Regions from separate parts of the Sus scrofa genome. Here region 2 is linked to region 1. The links are chromatin contacts, called in public Hi-C maps. All regions are on one chromosome and are shown on one strand. Each heading gives the region's core, a stretch centred on a gene start, on an enhancer-like site or on the middle of the called end of the contact. The rest is flanking DNA. Distances are from core to core; before and after follow the strand shown. Region 1 holds the start of SRGAP2 (SLIT-ROBO Rho GTPase-activating protein 2). Region 2 overlaps SRGAP2 (SLIT-ROBO Rho GTPase-activating protein 2).

The links. Hi-C and Micro-C count contacts between places; a contact is called where the count stands out from the background.
Region 2: a contact with region 1 is called in a Hi-C map of liver, with 3 times the contacts expected there. The contact joins the enhancer-like site here to the promoter of SRGAP2 in region 1. A contact is called at or near these places in 2 of 5 promoter capture datasets (fetal skeletal muscle and liver), 4 of 47 Hi-C or Micro-C datasets (liver and skeletal muscle) and 2 of 2 datasets of contacts at active chromatin or transcription factors (alveolar macrophages and skeletal muscle).

Annotation. Positions count from the first base shown.
Region 1 is chr9:66,835,422-66,843,314 of Sscrofa11.1, reverse strand. SRGAP2 (SLIT-ROBO Rho GTPase-activating protein 2) reads right to left here and starts at 5,248. Exons shown (of 23, transcript XR_002335789.1): 1 at 5,092-5,248; 2 at 2,717-3,325. It overlaps FAM72A (protein FAM72A), which reads left to right and starts at 3,535. Exons shown (of 5, transcript XM_021063305.1): 1 at 3,535-4,242; 2 at 6,731-6,871. The coding sequence starts at 6,807.
Region 2 is chr9:66,937,082-66,944,974 of Sscrofa11.1, reverse strand. All of the region lies in intron 2 of SRGAP2 (SLIT-ROBO Rho GTPase-activating protein 2), which reads right to left. Among named protein-coding and RNA genes, the nearest start is that of FAM72A, 100 kb to the right of the region's middle. Within about 2 kb of position 4,019, at least 10 of the 83 cell types and tissues checked have an H3K27ac peak or open chromatin away from gene starts, as enhancers often do. A contact at or near this core is called in liver, where this site is marked.

The sequences.
Region 1 (7,893 bases), core at 3,999-6,498:
AGTGAAGTCAGACTGGCAGCCCTGTGAGTCCCATACAACACATAAAACGCTGAAGCATCATAAATCTGACCAAGGGCTTCCAGCTAGCGGGGGAACAGATCCAACCCAGAATTCAGGTCCTTGGTCTCCAAGTTCTATGACCTTCCATGGAGAACACGGACTCTAGAATTTAAGCTTCATGGCGGGGGAGGGGGGGACTTTGTCTTGTTATGGCTTCATCACTAGTCACCAGAACCCATTCAAGGTACTCAATAACTAGCTGATGAATAAAGGAGTGGAGTCCAGCTATCGTGGTTTGGCTGCGTGACCTTGGGATGGCTTCTCAATTTCTTTATGCAGTGAAGAGAGGACGAAGGACTCTCTACCTCCAGGTTTAAAATGAAGATTAAATGAGACAATTATAAAGCATTTGGGAGAGAGCTTTGAGCACCCAAAATGTAATCTATTATTATCACTAATACTATTATTATTCATTGACAGATTTGGGCATCTTAAGGATTTTTTTTTCCTGCTCCAGTCAGATGATGTTTCATAGTAAATATGAATAAAATAGAATTGGGAATTGGTATACTGCTTCTAGTTTCACCAGCTAGCTGTGTGACCTTGGACAAGCTTCTTAATTTCTCCGTACTTGCCTCCGCTGTAAATGAGGGACTAAACCAGTTTCATAAGCATTCATTGGGCACCTTCTCTGAGTAAGGCATCGTGCTCAGCCACTGATAAAATCCTATGATTCCGAATAGCGTCAATGAAAAAAGCATCCGCGCAAAGCAAAACAGTCCCCTGCTTGTGGCAAGGTTGACGAGAAACCCCAAATAGCCAAGCGCATTACATCATCTCAATGAACAATGTTTGTAAATACACAGAACTGTTTAATTTTGAGACACTTGTGAGAATTCCTTCACCAATAAGGAATCAGCAGATACAGTTTTATTAACACCTATCAGCCTTGAACCTTCCAAAAAATAAACATGTAAAATCACTTTGCACCTTAGTCAAACGGCATGTGCTTCTGGAGAGAAATCTGAGAAAGTCAAAGTTATTAACACTCCCTATGGCAACAGTTAAGAATAGGATACATAAAAAGAAGAATGACATATCTGGTTAAAACTGCAGGGGGGATTCCAGGAGCAAAATGCAGTGCATCTGGACAGGACACTGAGGCCAATAGCCTATTGTTTATAAAAACAAGCCAGGATTATGAACAGTGACAAGAGGCCAAGACCTCAATTATAACTCACAACCACACCTCTCCCAACCCCAGTTCAACTGAAACTATCCGTCAGTCAACTCCCCCATCTCTGTAATAAACCCACGAATATTTGCAGCCAAGTGGATAGAAGGTCCCTCAGGGCACCTCCAGCACTGACCAAGCTGATGACATTAAAAAGATCCTACAGGCACAATGGGGACCTGAAACTACCTTCCAACCTTCCAGGGATAAGGCAGCTGCCCATTTCAAACTCTACCCCCACCCTCACTCCCAGCAATCATTAGAGGGAAGACATGGCCCTTCCCAAGTCCTCTATGATAGGAAAAGGTCTCCTTGCATTGGTGCAGGGAAAGAAGGAGGGGCCCCTCCCTCTGTACTCTGAAACAAAGGAAAACCCAGAGCTCCAACCATGTGGTGTAACATTCAAGGCCACCCACCTCTCCCACCCCCCCAGCTGAGGTCTCAATGGGCTAGCGACACATGGCTTTTCCAGTCACTGGCCAGGAAGGGACAGTACCTTGCACAACCATATGCTGGGGCTCTTTAACAGGCAGGAACCCCTTCTATGGGAACTGCTGGTTTAAAAAAAAAAAAAAGGGCTATCTAGAAAGAGGTTTTGATTTATGTCAAATTCAGTCGGGCAGGCAACTAGACGTGCCCGACTGGTCACCTGTTTTCTCTAGGTCCACATTTTGCTTCACCCTTCACATTTTTGCAGAGAGGGATGTGGGCCTTTAAAAGCATGTATTCTGGAGCAGAGGACAACACAGAAGGGTTAAACAATTATGTCTTCCCAGTCTCCAGAATCAGCACCACCCAGCAACATCCCAGTTCCATTCAGGTTTAGGTGAGGGCGGAGACGGGGTGTGAGTGACCTTATTCTTTCGGTTCTCTGACTTCTGACTGAATGCAGACAGCCAGAGACCAGGCAGGTACAAGGTCCACCCAAGGTGGCCACAGACTTTCTGGGTCTGATGCCATAGCAAATGTCATGTTTTGATCTAGTGCATCAGGAAAAAAACCAAAAAAACCCAAAAAACCCTGCCTCCCCCAGGGCTCTCCAAATGGTACACCTTCTCCACGGTATGCCTTTTCCTGCCTGGACTCCTCTTCCACCTCTGAAATAAATTCCCAAACACCTGTCAGATTTCAGCTGTCCTTCAAGGAAACCAGACCCAGGCACCCAGAGGCAAATTGCCGCCTTTCTCTCTCCAAGAACCTCCTGCCCCTCCCCCACCCCATTTAGCCTGGAGGAAAGGACTGCCAAAATAATGGCCAGCCCTAGGACAAGTCTAAAGCCAACTCCAAAAATTCATTTCCAGATCCTATGGCCCCTGCTATGGACAATCCCTCAGAGACTCAGACTCACCTAAGAAACCACCTCTAGGGTCACCTGCCCCCTACCTGCTCCACCCAAAGAAATGAACATCCTGCAAATCATGGAAATACAGGTCTCAATGGTCCACAGAGCACATGCATTATGTTATTTTTCAAAGCCCTTACCTTTGACCTGAGTATCGTACTCCGCTATGATCTCCTTATCCTTTTTGAATTTGGCTGGAGACGTCATGTTTTCCTTCTTTCTTCCAAATTCGAATTGTGAATTGATAGATCCACGGGGAAAATCCAACCACCGAAATCAATACCTCCAAGATCGCTTCTCCCGCGGGCAGAAGGGGCCCCCCGCGGTGGTCTCCAGCGCTCCGGGGAGCGCGGGCTGCGGGTTGGGCAGGCGACTACGGCGGGCACATGCAGTCGGTGGGCGCTGGGGCCGGGCGCGGCGTTGGTCGGTTCCTGTGCTAGAGCCCAAGCCGCAGCCTCAGCATTAGCCAGGAGAACTGCAGCGCCCGGAGGTTGGCCTGGGGTCTGACATCAACGACACAGGCGGGGAGTGGAAGTCCTTCCGCACAACATGGTGTGGGGGTGCGGGGGTGTGGACGCGCCCAGCTGGGTCCCCGGGAGGGAGCGGGTGCGTCTCTGGGTGCTGGGGGAGGGCTGGGCGTGCTTCGCGGTTTTTTGTTGCACAGACTCGAAGATGCTGCAAATCAAATCCCAAACGGGAGCCGCAGCAGCGTAGACTGGATCGGAAGTCGTTTGCTCCGGTTCACTTGCCTGTAAATGCAGGGGAAAGGGGAGGGGGCGATCAGCCCCAGTGCAGATCCTAATCGCTGCGGGGGTGGGGTAGGGGACGCCGTTTCCAGGCTGGCCTGGGCCCATTCATCTCGGCCAAACGCTGCCGGGCCCTCAGAGCCCGGCGCAGAGAGGTGGGGAGGAAGGAAGCTCCCTCCGGATTTTGTTTTAAGGCTGAAAAAAAAAAAACACTTTGGAGCAGCCGCCTTAGCAGGCTTTGGGTGGGGACTGCGGCGGGAACGCGGGGCTCCGGGCGGGGACTGCGGCACCTCGGCGGCCTCCCGAACTGGGCAGCGTCAGCCGGAGGGAACTCTCCCGGCCCTGCCTCCGACGCGGTCCCCGACCCGGGCTGGGACAACTCCCTGGACTTCAAAGGGGATCAAAGCCGGGGAGGGACAAGGCACCCGGGCACAACTTTTCTTCCCCTCCGCCCCTCCTCTCAGTTGTTTTGTTTTTGGTTACTAGCTTCTCTTGGCAGCAAAATGTTGCAGGGGGGGGCGGGGGGGGTAGATCTGCAGGAAAAAGCCTGCTCGGCACGGGACACATCCAGGAAAACAATGTGGTCGGCAGAAGCAGGAAACTGGTTAGAGGCGAGGGTCGGAGTCGGGAAAACCGGGAAGGCGGGGGTGGGGGACGGGGGGACGGAAGGCAGCCGCCGCCTGTCCCAAGTCAGGGACAAGAGTGACTCTAAATGCCACCCCTAATTGGTCACCCAAGCCCAGAGATCTCAGATACCGCACCCAATCCCAGGCTGGGGGTTAGGGCAAGGCCAGTGAGGGCAGCAGTCCCGACTCCTCGCACCAGGAGGTGCCCTAGGAGATTCCGCTTCGACCCAGGCCCAGGAGGCGGGAGAGAAGAGGGCGGAGTGTAGTGCCGGGAGTCTCGCTACAAGACGCGCTGTAAGCGGCGACTCTCCCTCCTGGGCCGCCCGGTTCCCTTTCCGCGCCGGGAGTCTCCCACTTCCCCCGCCTGAAGAAAGGGCCGCACTGAGGGAGGAAGGGAGAGCAGAAGCGGCGTGGTGATTCAGGCCGGCAGGAAGAGAGGAGGGGGGTGAGAGGTGGGGTCCTAAGACTGCACGGGAGCCAGGGATAACTGGAGCTTCTGCACGCGCTTGATAGGCGGGGAGAGGGCAAAGGGAGGATAACCCTGGGGCTGGGGGGGAAGTTAGGAGACTATTGTGGGCCGCGATGCTACACGCAGCGCTAGGATGTTAACAACTTTGCGGTTCCAGATATGTCTGGGAACTGGAGCGCGTAAAGAGGAGCCATTCAGGTCCGGCTGGGGGCTCGGGCAGGGGAAGAGCCCCGGAAGCAGTGCGGAACACCCATCCTTCTAGGTCCAGGGCTGTAACTGGGCTGTCTGCCGGGGCTTGGAGACAGAGTAAGAGGGCAGCTGATGGCTGCAAGTGATGCCACCGACGGTTGCCAAAAGGTGGACCGAGGCTGCCCATGTGCAGGACTTGGGGAGGGGGCTGGGTGCGGACTGCGCGGCTGCATGTGAGCCAACGCAGAGTCCTAGGCAGTATGGTGATAGGCGGAGATGCAGTCCTGAGTAGTATTATGGGCTGCACTGGGAGACTGGGAGTAGGTCATGGGGGGAGGGGGTCTGAGATATTCCAAGCGACAATGTTAAAGCGTTGCCGAAAGCAGCATCCGCGCCCTCTCCTTCCCGCCCCTGCCCGGGTTTGTTCAGTCAGGGCTCCAGCTCCGCGGCCGGGAAGAAAAAGGGGAGAGGGAAGGAGCCTTTACCTGGCTCTGACGCGACGGGTCCCAGGCCCCCGGCTCCGCTTCCCACACAGAGTTCTCCTCCCCTCTTCCCCGCCACCCGCTTCTACGCAGATCGGTCCCCTAGTCCCCGGAGGAGCCTCCGCCAACTCCGCAGGACCCCGCCGGGAAGCAGAGCCCACCCCCTTGCCAATCACCACCCGTTTTCTATCGACCGATGGGGCTCTTAGCCAATAGAAATAGCTGATCCCGAGAGGCCTGGAATGAGGAGGAGGAGCTGGCGAAACTTGGGGGTGTGACTAGCACTACCGAGGCGTGGTCACAGAGTAAGCTCCTCCCAGGGTGGCCGAACCCCAAAGTAGAACTGATGGGCGGGATTAAAATGGAACCCACAGCCAAACACATACTCCTGAGAGAAGGCACGACCAATTGGACCGGGGTAGAGAGGAGGGGCGTTGCGGAGAGTTTTAGCCAATAGAGAGTAGAGACCGGCGGGAACCTTTAGAATGTCTTCCAGTAAAAAGCGCGAAGGGCGTGCCTTGCTTCTCTCACTGAGGCGGGAGTAGGTCTTGCCCCAACCTCCCAGGGCTGACCAATGGGATCGGGGGCGTGGCCAAGATCCGCCAACCAGAAAGCCGAGTGGATCAAGGCACCGTTACTGGGGCGTGGCGTACGGTTTCTTAGCCACTAAGATCTCGCCAGGGGCAGGCTCCCAAGCCTTCCAATGCGGGACGTGGGCAAACTCTAGTTCTCCCAATCGGTGCGCGACGCTGGCAATTCAAACTGACAGCCTGTTGGAAAGGCAGAGAGAGCGGAAGAGGGAGCAAAAAACGACCTGTTCGGTAGCAGAGACCTCAATCGGTGGCAGAGACCTCAACGCCGTCTGAGCCCCCAAAGCGACCTCTGTCCCGCCCCACCCATACCACCGCGCGCTCTGGAGCGGCCGTTCGGGAGAGACTTGAGGGGACTGCGGGGGGCACGAGGGAGAGCCGAGGGGAGAGAGACGCGAGAGGAACCGCGCGAGAGCCCGCACGCTAAGGGCTGGGGGCTGCGGGGAGAGAAGTGAAGCGGTGGGCCCGCGAACGAGCAGAACAGAGGAGGGTCGCGGGAGGCCTAAGAAGCACCCAGGATCCTTCCAGTGGGAAAGCTGAGGAGATTTCTGAATTCTGGGGAGAGGAGAAAGATTTCCAAAGAGGAGGCGTGGGTAGGAAAGCTTAGCCTGCGATCCCAGAGAGAGGAATTGGAGCTCTCCGTGGGAGGGGCTTAAGAGGGAAGGTTTAGATAAAACACGGGAGAAGCTGAGGGAATTGCCAAAGGGGCGGGAGTTAAAGGGTAAAGGATCCTTCTAGACTGGAGTAAGGGAATATTGCAGAAAAGTTCCCGAGGCAGCTTGCCTTTTGTCTCCTCTCCACTCCCTTGCCCGAAAGTTGAAGAGAAAGTCAAAGTTGCTATTTCTCCCGTCCCTGTTCAGTAAATATTACTTATACCCTCCCACGGGAAAATCGAAAAGGAACTCATTCCCTTCTCGATTTTAGGGCCTAGAAAAGCTCGAGGCCTCGCAATTTGATTTTTAACCTGGGGCATCAAACTAGGAAAGGAATAGCTCTTGTTTCCACTTTGAAAATCCCACATCTCATCCTTCCCCGGACGCCATGTCTACCAGCTGTTGTAGTTTCAAGGACCGCCGCGTGTCCATCCTGTGTTGCAAATTCTGTAAACAAGTGCTCAGCTATAGAGGAATGAAGGCTGTTTTGCTGGGCGACACTGAAATAGACCTTTTCTCTACAGACATCCCTCCTACCAAGTAAGTCATGCTATTGGCGGGCAACAGTAGCCTTTAACTAAGTGGGAAAAGTGTTTGGCTTGGACTTCTGGGAGTCAACAAAGGAGGTTATCATTTTGGTGTTCCAGCCACTCCCAACAGTCTGATGATCCCCTGGGAGTGTAACTAAGGGGGCAGACTGTCTGGACGAAGTCTGTGGTTTAGCCAGAGTGGTCAGTCCTGATGTAATGTGCTAGCTCACTTATAGTCATGTGATCTCTCAAGTTGGATCCCTGGCAGCTGTGTGCTGCCTAACCATCCTCTCACTGGATCAAGTCCACAATCCAGATTCTAGGTAATTTAGGCAAGATTTTCTGTACTGTTGGTGAGAGAGGTCATTTGAGTTTTTCATTTTTATCCTTGAAGTTTTACACCAAAAAACTTTCCCTAGCTTTCTACCATTATTTGCAATTGGCATGTCAAATCAGATCAATTGTCCATCTAATTCAGTATTCTTTCCTGCTCTCCCTCTGTCTCTCTGAGTGAGAAAGACTTGTGTTGATTTTCATGGGATGAAATAGAGACTTAGCCTTAAAATGATCCTTGGCTCCCATAAAGCCTATTTGAGACATTATGTATTTGTTTGCATACTTAAATCCTTTTTAAATTCTGTTTTCAGTCACTACTTATTATTGGGTAGTCCTTAAGAATTAGCTTTTTATTTGAAAAGGCCATTTTATTTGCTTTAAATATACCTTTTTTCTAGTTCTAAAACATACTTTCTCTTTCTATAGTCGACTTATATGTGCCCTTACATGACTTTAAAGATTATGCTCTTTATTGAAACTTTATCATTAAAGCAAAAAAGTAATTATCAAAAATATACCTGGACAGCTATTCTTTGGACACAGAGCCAGAGGAGTCAGGCTAATAATCAGAATACTTTCAAATGGATTTTATGATCACGATAGACACTTTAAATTTTTTTAAATATACTCAAAGCTGTGGACTCTTCCTTGAAATCCTATCTACATTGGTTTAAATGTGGTCATGCCTAATGACAA
Region 2 (7,893 bases), core at 2,770-5,269, 100 kb before region 1:
GGAGTTCCCTGGCCAGATATCAGATCTGAGCCGCAGGTGCAACCAAAGCCACAGCTGCAGCAATGCTGAATCCTCAACCCACATTGCAGCGCTGGGGATTGAACGTACGTCCCAGTGCTCCAAAGAGAGCGCTGATCCTGTTGTGCCCCAGCAGGAACTCCTTGATGGGCCTTTATACACATCATCTCATTTCATCTTTACAACAAGCCTCTAAGGTGTCCCCAATTATCCTGGGTGCACAGATGAGAAAACTGAAGCATGACTCGCTAAGTAACTTACCAAAAGGGTCACACAATTTGGTGCAAGAGGTGCTGAAGCCAAATTAAGGTTTCCCTTGACTTGTCAAAGAGGTTGACAGTGGGGCAGGGCAACAGGAGAAATGGAGCAAGAGTTTGGAGTCTCCGGCGTCTTTCTGGGGAGCTCATAGTTTTCTGGCTCCCACCCTTGGAATGTCCCCTTCCCCACCTTCCAGCTGGGGTGGTGACTCAGGCCCCCAGAGTCAAGTTTGGAGCAGCCCGGTGACTCATTTAGCTGCCCATGTTTCAACGAGTCCACAACCAGGCGGGAACCCTTCCTGCTTCCTAGATCTACTCCACAGGGCGGCTTTGAAGGAAGTGAGACTGCACCATCCCCACCCGGATGCAGAAGAAGGAGAGGTTCTGCTCACAGATACCACCTGCCACTCTGGTTACTGTGTGATGCAACACACAGAGCGTCTCCCCTCCCCCACAACCTGCCTGGAAGAAGCCACCCCAGCTCCCACCCTCATACCCTCAGAGCCCATGCACGGAACGGAGAGTCCGACCACCCCCATCTCCAGGCCTGCAGCTCCAAGACAGAATGGGTGCTCTGTCCGGGGCAAAATGTGCTGCTTCAGGCTTTTGCCACCACTGCTGTTGCAAAGACAAACAATGGTCCCCAAGAAGGCAGCTGTGCCAGCCCCAGTCCTCTGGCCCTGCATACAAGGGGCAGGAAACAATAGGCCACTGAATGCCAGCATGCCTGGGCCATGTGCCCAGGCTGGAGGCCCCTGTGCACTCTGGCTTACCAATAAACTATGAGGGTAGAAAGAAGAAAGGGGCGATTTATAAAACAATGGAGGAATCCTCACAGTTCCATCCACACAGTTCCAGCGTGCTTAGGCCAAGTATGCACATGCACACGTGTGTACACTCAAAGACACACACTCACGCCACCCACACTGGGCTCTAGCACGCCGATTCAAGAAGCCTTTGCAAATCCAGTTTATAGTTGGACAAGAGTTTCTGGGAGCTGTGGATGATGGGGTCTTTGTAGGTTCTGTCCCTAGAACTTCCCTGGAAGAAGTCAAGGTCTCTTTTTCTAAAGCAGCTGCATCTCAGGACTACAAATGAATTCCCTGGCCATCTAGAAAGCCCAAGTACAAAGGTCGCCATGAACTACCTGGAGGGATGCAAGTCAAAAATGAGCTCCCCAGGCACCTCATACAGCCCATTTATGCAGCAAATCTTTACTGAGGCCCTACTGTAGGACAGACCCTGTGCTAGGTATTGGTGACAGAGGACAAAACAGGCCCAAGCCCTGCCCTCAAGAAGCATGACTTGACAAGAAGAGGAGGGAAAAGAAAGCAAGACAGTCTTATTGCTTTTGCTTCAAATATTCTTTTTTTTTTTTTTTTTTTTTTTGGTCTTTTTGTCTGTTTTAGGGCCGCACCCGCGGCATATGGAGGTTCCCAGGCTAGGGGTCTAATCGGAGCTGTAGCTGCCAGCCTTTGCCACAAGCACAGCAATGCCAGATCCGATCCAGGTCTGTGACCTATACACCACGGTCATGGCAGTGCCGGATCCTTAACCCACTGAGCGAGGCCAGGGATCGAACCTGCAACCTCATGGTTCCTAGTCGGATTCGTTTCCACTGAGCCACGAAGGGAACTCCTGCTTCAAATATTCTTTATCATAACACAGTCAGGTAATAAGCCCCCACCGAAAGACCAAATATTTTGAACTTATCAGCAACAGGCAAAAGAGATCAAGCAAAAATACTGAGAAAATTTCAATGTCATCTGACTCCTCCTGTTTATAAAAAATGATGTGAATAAAAACTACAGCTTCCCTTGAAAAAGGGGCCCACGTTTTAGAACAAGTTTCCTGAAAATCAGAGTTGACCTTTGATTAGTATTTCATTCAAAGAGTTGAGTCAAAATTGAACCCTACAGTTCTGGAACTAGATCCTGGTGATAGTGCACAATCTTGAGACTACTAAAAAGAAAAGAAAAGAAAGAAAGAAAGGAAAGAACCCAAAATTGTACACTTTAAAGGGGTAAATTTTATGGTATGTGAGTGATATCTCATTAAAAAAATTTAATCCCAGCAAAACAGCATGTCCTGTTGAGCACCTTCCTGTCAGCTCAAGGGAAAATGGCCCAACAAACAGGCACCAAAAGGAGGAAGGAATTCTTGGTTTCCATTTCTCCACTTGTATGGGCTGAATTTCAGTTCTGCACTGAATATTCTTAAAGCAAACTTTTTTTTTTTTTGCTTTTTAGGGCCACACCTGTGGCATATGGAGGTTCCCAGGCTAGGAGTCGAATTGGAGCTACAGCTACCGGCCTACACCACAGCCACAGCAACGCCAGATCTGAGCCACGTCTGTGACCTACACCACAGCTCATGGCAATGCCAGATCCTTAACCCACTGAGCAAAGCCAGGGATCGAACCCGCAACCTCATGGTTCCTAGTCGGATTCATTTCTGCTGCGCCACGATGGGAACAAAGCAAATTTTAGAAGCTGTCCCTTAGGACAGCAAAGCTTGGCCACGACATTGAACTCCACCGGCAGATCACCATTCCATCGTTTCCGAAGGGTGTCCCATCCAAACCTGGCAAGGACTGTTTTTATGCATGAGTTCAAATCCAGGATCAGCAGACACATCCAGAAAAGCCCCCCCCGTAGGACGTGCTGACTCCTTGTCCATGCTTAGCCACAGGTGAGAGCCTAACTACACCGGTCCTGGGAGTTAGAAGGAGGCTCATTTTCTTTTTAGAAAGATGCTGAAGGGTCACAAAATGGATGAAATTCAAAGAAAAACTAGACCTAACAGGATACCGATCATTTAACAGAAACAGTAAGGCCCTGCCACAGCAACAATCATGGAGACTCTAAATTATATAACACCTGCCAATGCAGGTGACATAATCCTCGGAAAACTGTCCTTACCTCAGAGAACACCCAGGGAATTCATCAGTCAGCAGAGTACTAGGGGAATTTGCTCAGCTTAGTGCTTCCAACCCAAAGCAATTAGCCCTCTCCTTTCCCTTTTTCAAAATTCATCTCCTTCTTCTGGAATTTTCTCTAAGTCATACGAATCCCACATTTCTGAGGAGAGAGTGAGGGTGGGAGGGCAGGCCGGGAAAGACGCAGTTTTTCAGGAGAGTGACGCAGGTATGTCCTTCCCTTCTTGATGCGTTGGCACGTAGGGGACAAGAGCTGTCACTCCCACAGGTTCTGTTCAGCGCCCGTGGAGCAGGAGATCAGGCCCCCGTGCTCCCCCACTGGGAGCCGGGCCCGACTGCCAGTCTTTTTCCACAAAATCTGCCTCACCTGCTTTTAGCCTTTCACAAACACATGACGTCACCTCTGCCATCTCAGGAATATTCCTTCCTCGTACCTTTCCAGCGAGTGTTATATAAGAAGACAATCGAGTCTTTCACCAGGCTCCACCTTCCATATCTCTTACCAAGACCTCTTATCGCCACAGTAATCAGCTCCTCTCAAAACTGTCCCCCAGGAAACAAAATGCTAGAATGGCTTGCCAAGTCTTGCTCTTGACCTGCGGGTTTGCCTTTCTAGAAACTCAGGAACAGGAGGGCCTTTACAACTTGGTTATGGGACAGATGGGAGGCACAAAGCCCGGAGAAGGGAAAGGAATTGCTGGAGGTCAGACAGCCCTTTAGCTGCAGATCGGGGCCTGGAATCCAGGTCACTGGGTTCCTAAGCCAAAGTTCTTTCTTACTTACTCTTACTGCAAATATTTATTTGAGCCCCTTCCAGGTGCTCTGAGAGGACAGAGACAAAAGTCCTCTGTCAAAGTCAGCAGAGTGGTCAGGAAGAAACAAGCGAAAAAACTATAACAAACCAGATGAACTAAGAATACAAATAAATGAGGTACGCACACGGTGTCGTGAGAGCAGAGAGAAATGAGGCACGTGTCACCCTCAATCCATCTGCTATACCATGTCTTTCAGTGACCGACATCATTACTTATCTCTGAGGAGTCAGCATGCCAAAAAAAAAAAAAAAAAAAAAAGCCATCACACCACTCCTAGTAAACTGGAAAACAGCAAATATTTTCCCTCAAAGAGTGTGATTGATGGCCTTTTTCCTTGTTACTTCACTCTGCTGATTACAACAGAGAAACAAACGTGAGTTGATCCAAGCAACCAACCAACAAATAGCTACCAAGCTTCCCAAATATGTGGATGTGATATAACTTATCGTTATTTTTTTCCCTTCCTTGCATCCATATCCTCCCTCACTCTTGGTCCCTGTGCTTTTTTCATAAAGCAGATGTCACCTCTGGCCTCTCCAAAGGCGGTTACCTCCGGGCCCTGTTTAGGAGCTACAAGACCTGGGAACAATGTCAGTCTGAGGCTGTGCAGCCATCTCACCACCATGAGTACAAAGCCTGTCTGAGCATCAAGCTCACCTGGAGGAAGCAGAACCAAGACATGGGACAAGGAAATTTGAGCCCCCGAATCAAGTCATGGCCAGATGCCAGCCCTATCCCTGGCCCTTTCTATCACACAAACCAACTGATTCAGTGTTTGCCTAAAATAGTTTGCTTTGGGTTTCTGGTCCGTTGCAAATGAAGGCGTCTGAGTGGATGGCGTGGCAGATTCTCAAGTATTCAGAAGGATGAAGGTCCCTGTTCTCAAGGAACTGACCATCTAATTGTGAAAACGTGATCAAAATATATATTTTCAAAATAGAGATTTATAAATTAAAAATATATTTATATATTATATACAATATAATATATATTTTCAAAATATATAATTGTTTATATATTACCTATTTATGCAAGATACAAATATATATAAAATTTCCTGTCATAGTATGCTGTAAGAATGAAATTAAGAACAAATACAAGTGAAAGCTTAAGGATTCAGAGCAGTGGGGACTATCATTGCTAAAGTAAGCTTTCTTGAGAAAGATGAAACTCCTTAAGAAGAAGAAATTATTTGTTTGGGTCACCAACTTACTCCTAAATACGTGGCATACAGTACACCTCCAAATTTGTGGAAAGAAGGAGATAAAGAAAGAAAATGAGAGGAAATGATATAAAGCTGTTTTTCCACTCCAGCCCAACACAAAAACTTCAACATTCAGAGGTCGGGCAGTGAGAATGAGGACTTTTGTTTGATTTACAATTTGTGTACAGCAAAGTGACTAAATTATACGTGTACATGTACACTCAGATTCTTTTTTTTTTTTTTAGGGCTGCACCTGAGGCATACGGAAGTTCCCAGGCCAGGGGTTGAACTGGAGCTGCAGCTGAAGCCTATACCACAGCCACGGCAACACCAAATCTGAGCTGCATCCATGACCTACACTGCAGGTATGGCAAGGCTGGAGCCTTAACCCACTGAGTGAGGCCAGAGATCCTCACAGAGACAATGTCAGGTCCTTAACCCTCTGAGCCACATTGGGAACTCCTCATATTCTTTTCTCATTAGGTTATTACAGAATATAGTAGAATTCCCTGTGCTAGACAGTAGGTCCTTATTGATTATCTATTATACATGTACATATGTATATATATATTTTTTAGGGCTGCACCCGTGGCATATGGAGGTTCCCAGTTCCTAGGCTAGGGGTTGAATTGGAGCTGAAGTCGTCAGCCTACACCACAGCCACAGCAATGCCGCATCTGTGACCTACACCGCAGCTCATGGCAAAGCTGGATCCTCAACCCACTGAGCAAGGCCAGGGATCAGACCCGTGTTCTCATGGATGCTAGCCGGATTCGTTAACTGCTGAGGCACAATGGGACCTCCAGATTATCTATTTTATATATAGTAGCTAACAGGCTAGTTTGGATTTCAAGAGACCAGAAATGGAGCCGGTGAAAGTTCGTGTCAGGATGAAAACAGAGTTGCAGGAAGATCAGAGTGGAGGAGGTCTGCTGGATGGATTCCAAGGCCTAAATGAAGAGATGGAGTGAGAGTGAATGAGCAACCCAGGCTGAAGGAGACAGAGGTCAAAATGAGTGGGAGAATTCCAGGAGTGGAAAATCCTTGCACATACCAACTCTCATCAATCATTAGTAGGAATAATACATACTTTGAAGCCAGTGATCCTAAAGCTAGTGAGCCCAAGCTATCCCTCCCTCTACAGTGGTGAGTAAACTGGGTAAGAACCATCACTGGGTTCAAAGGTAAGACCTGGAGATCCCAGTGTGGCTCAGCAGAAACAAATCTGACTAGCATCCATGAGGACACAGGTTTGATCCCTGGCCTCGCTCAGTGGGTTAAGGAGCCGGTGTTGCTGTGAGCTGTGGTGTAGGTCACAGACACGGCTCAGATCTGGCATTGCTGTGGTGTAGGCCAGCAGCTACAGCTCTGATTCGATCCCTAGCCTGGGAACCTCCATATGCCATGGATGCAGCCCTAAAAAGACAAAAAACAAAACAAAACAAAACAAAACCTAAGACCTTCCCCTTGGTTCACCTTGGTGGGAGGAAGGAGGAGTGGGGGCAACTGGGCTGCTGGCCTCTTGGCTTTCTTTCTACTAAGTCCTCTCTGTCGCACTTTAAGTTTGACCATCTCTAAAGCGGTCTGCCCTTTGTTAGTCACCTCTACCTTATTAAAGAATGAACCCTTCCTCCACTTGCATTAACTCCACACTACCTAAAAACAGCACATGCAGCTTTGGAGACAAAGAGAAACTAGCCAGGGGGAAGGAGGAAGAGAAAAATGGCCTTAAGAGTTTCCAAAGGACATTCATTCATGCATTTTTGAGCCCCCAAGTGAAGGCACAGAAAGCAACCTCGTAAAGCTGATATGCATGAGAGAGGGTGTGAGGGGGAGTATCTCAGGGAACTTTAATCATCGGGATTGCTCTTGGCCGGCGCCTCAGTTCTTTCAAGTGACTCAATAGAAAGTCAAAGACAAAAGGCTCCCAAATGTACAAGCTGGCCACATCACATGCCAAAGTAGTCATCTGAGCTCCAAGGCCTTGCCCGAGATGTTTAAGAAACAGAATTCCCAAGGTCCAAAGTCTAGAATTTAACTTGTACTACAAACTAAAGATTTGGTATGAGGGGACCAACAGCTCCTCTGGGAAATGTCACCTAGTCTGATGCCCTTGATGCATTGCTGGAGGTCAAGTGGAAGTCAACTGCCAAGAACCGTAATCATCAATCATCAAGGCTAGCAAATACTTGTGTCAAGATCTGAGCCGCAAATCATTAGAACACATGAGAAAATATAAGACATTGTCTTGCTTTCAAAGGGCTTACAACCCAATTGGGAGAAAAAAAGGAGGCTAAATGCAAAAGTATTCAGCTGAATAGGACTGTGTGTGCTAAGGGCCAAATTCATGCTCCCAGGCCATGGCCACGCTCAGAGAGGCCATCCATGTAAAGCAGGGTTGGCCTGAGTTAGTCTGAGGATGTAGAGATGTTACGGTAGTGAAGGAAGAAGGTTGTGATGACTCCTCAAAGATGAGGGGGCAGGAATGGGCTGATCCAGCTCAGGAGGATATGTGAGTAGAACACAGTGATGTGAAGGTTTACTCCGAAGACGATGGAGAGAAAGAGCGGGCAAGAGAGAGCCCCCGAGTTCTACGAGCAGGTCAGATACAGAGGTCCAAAGGGCTCTATAAACTGGCCAAAGCAAGGGGAGAGTCTTGAA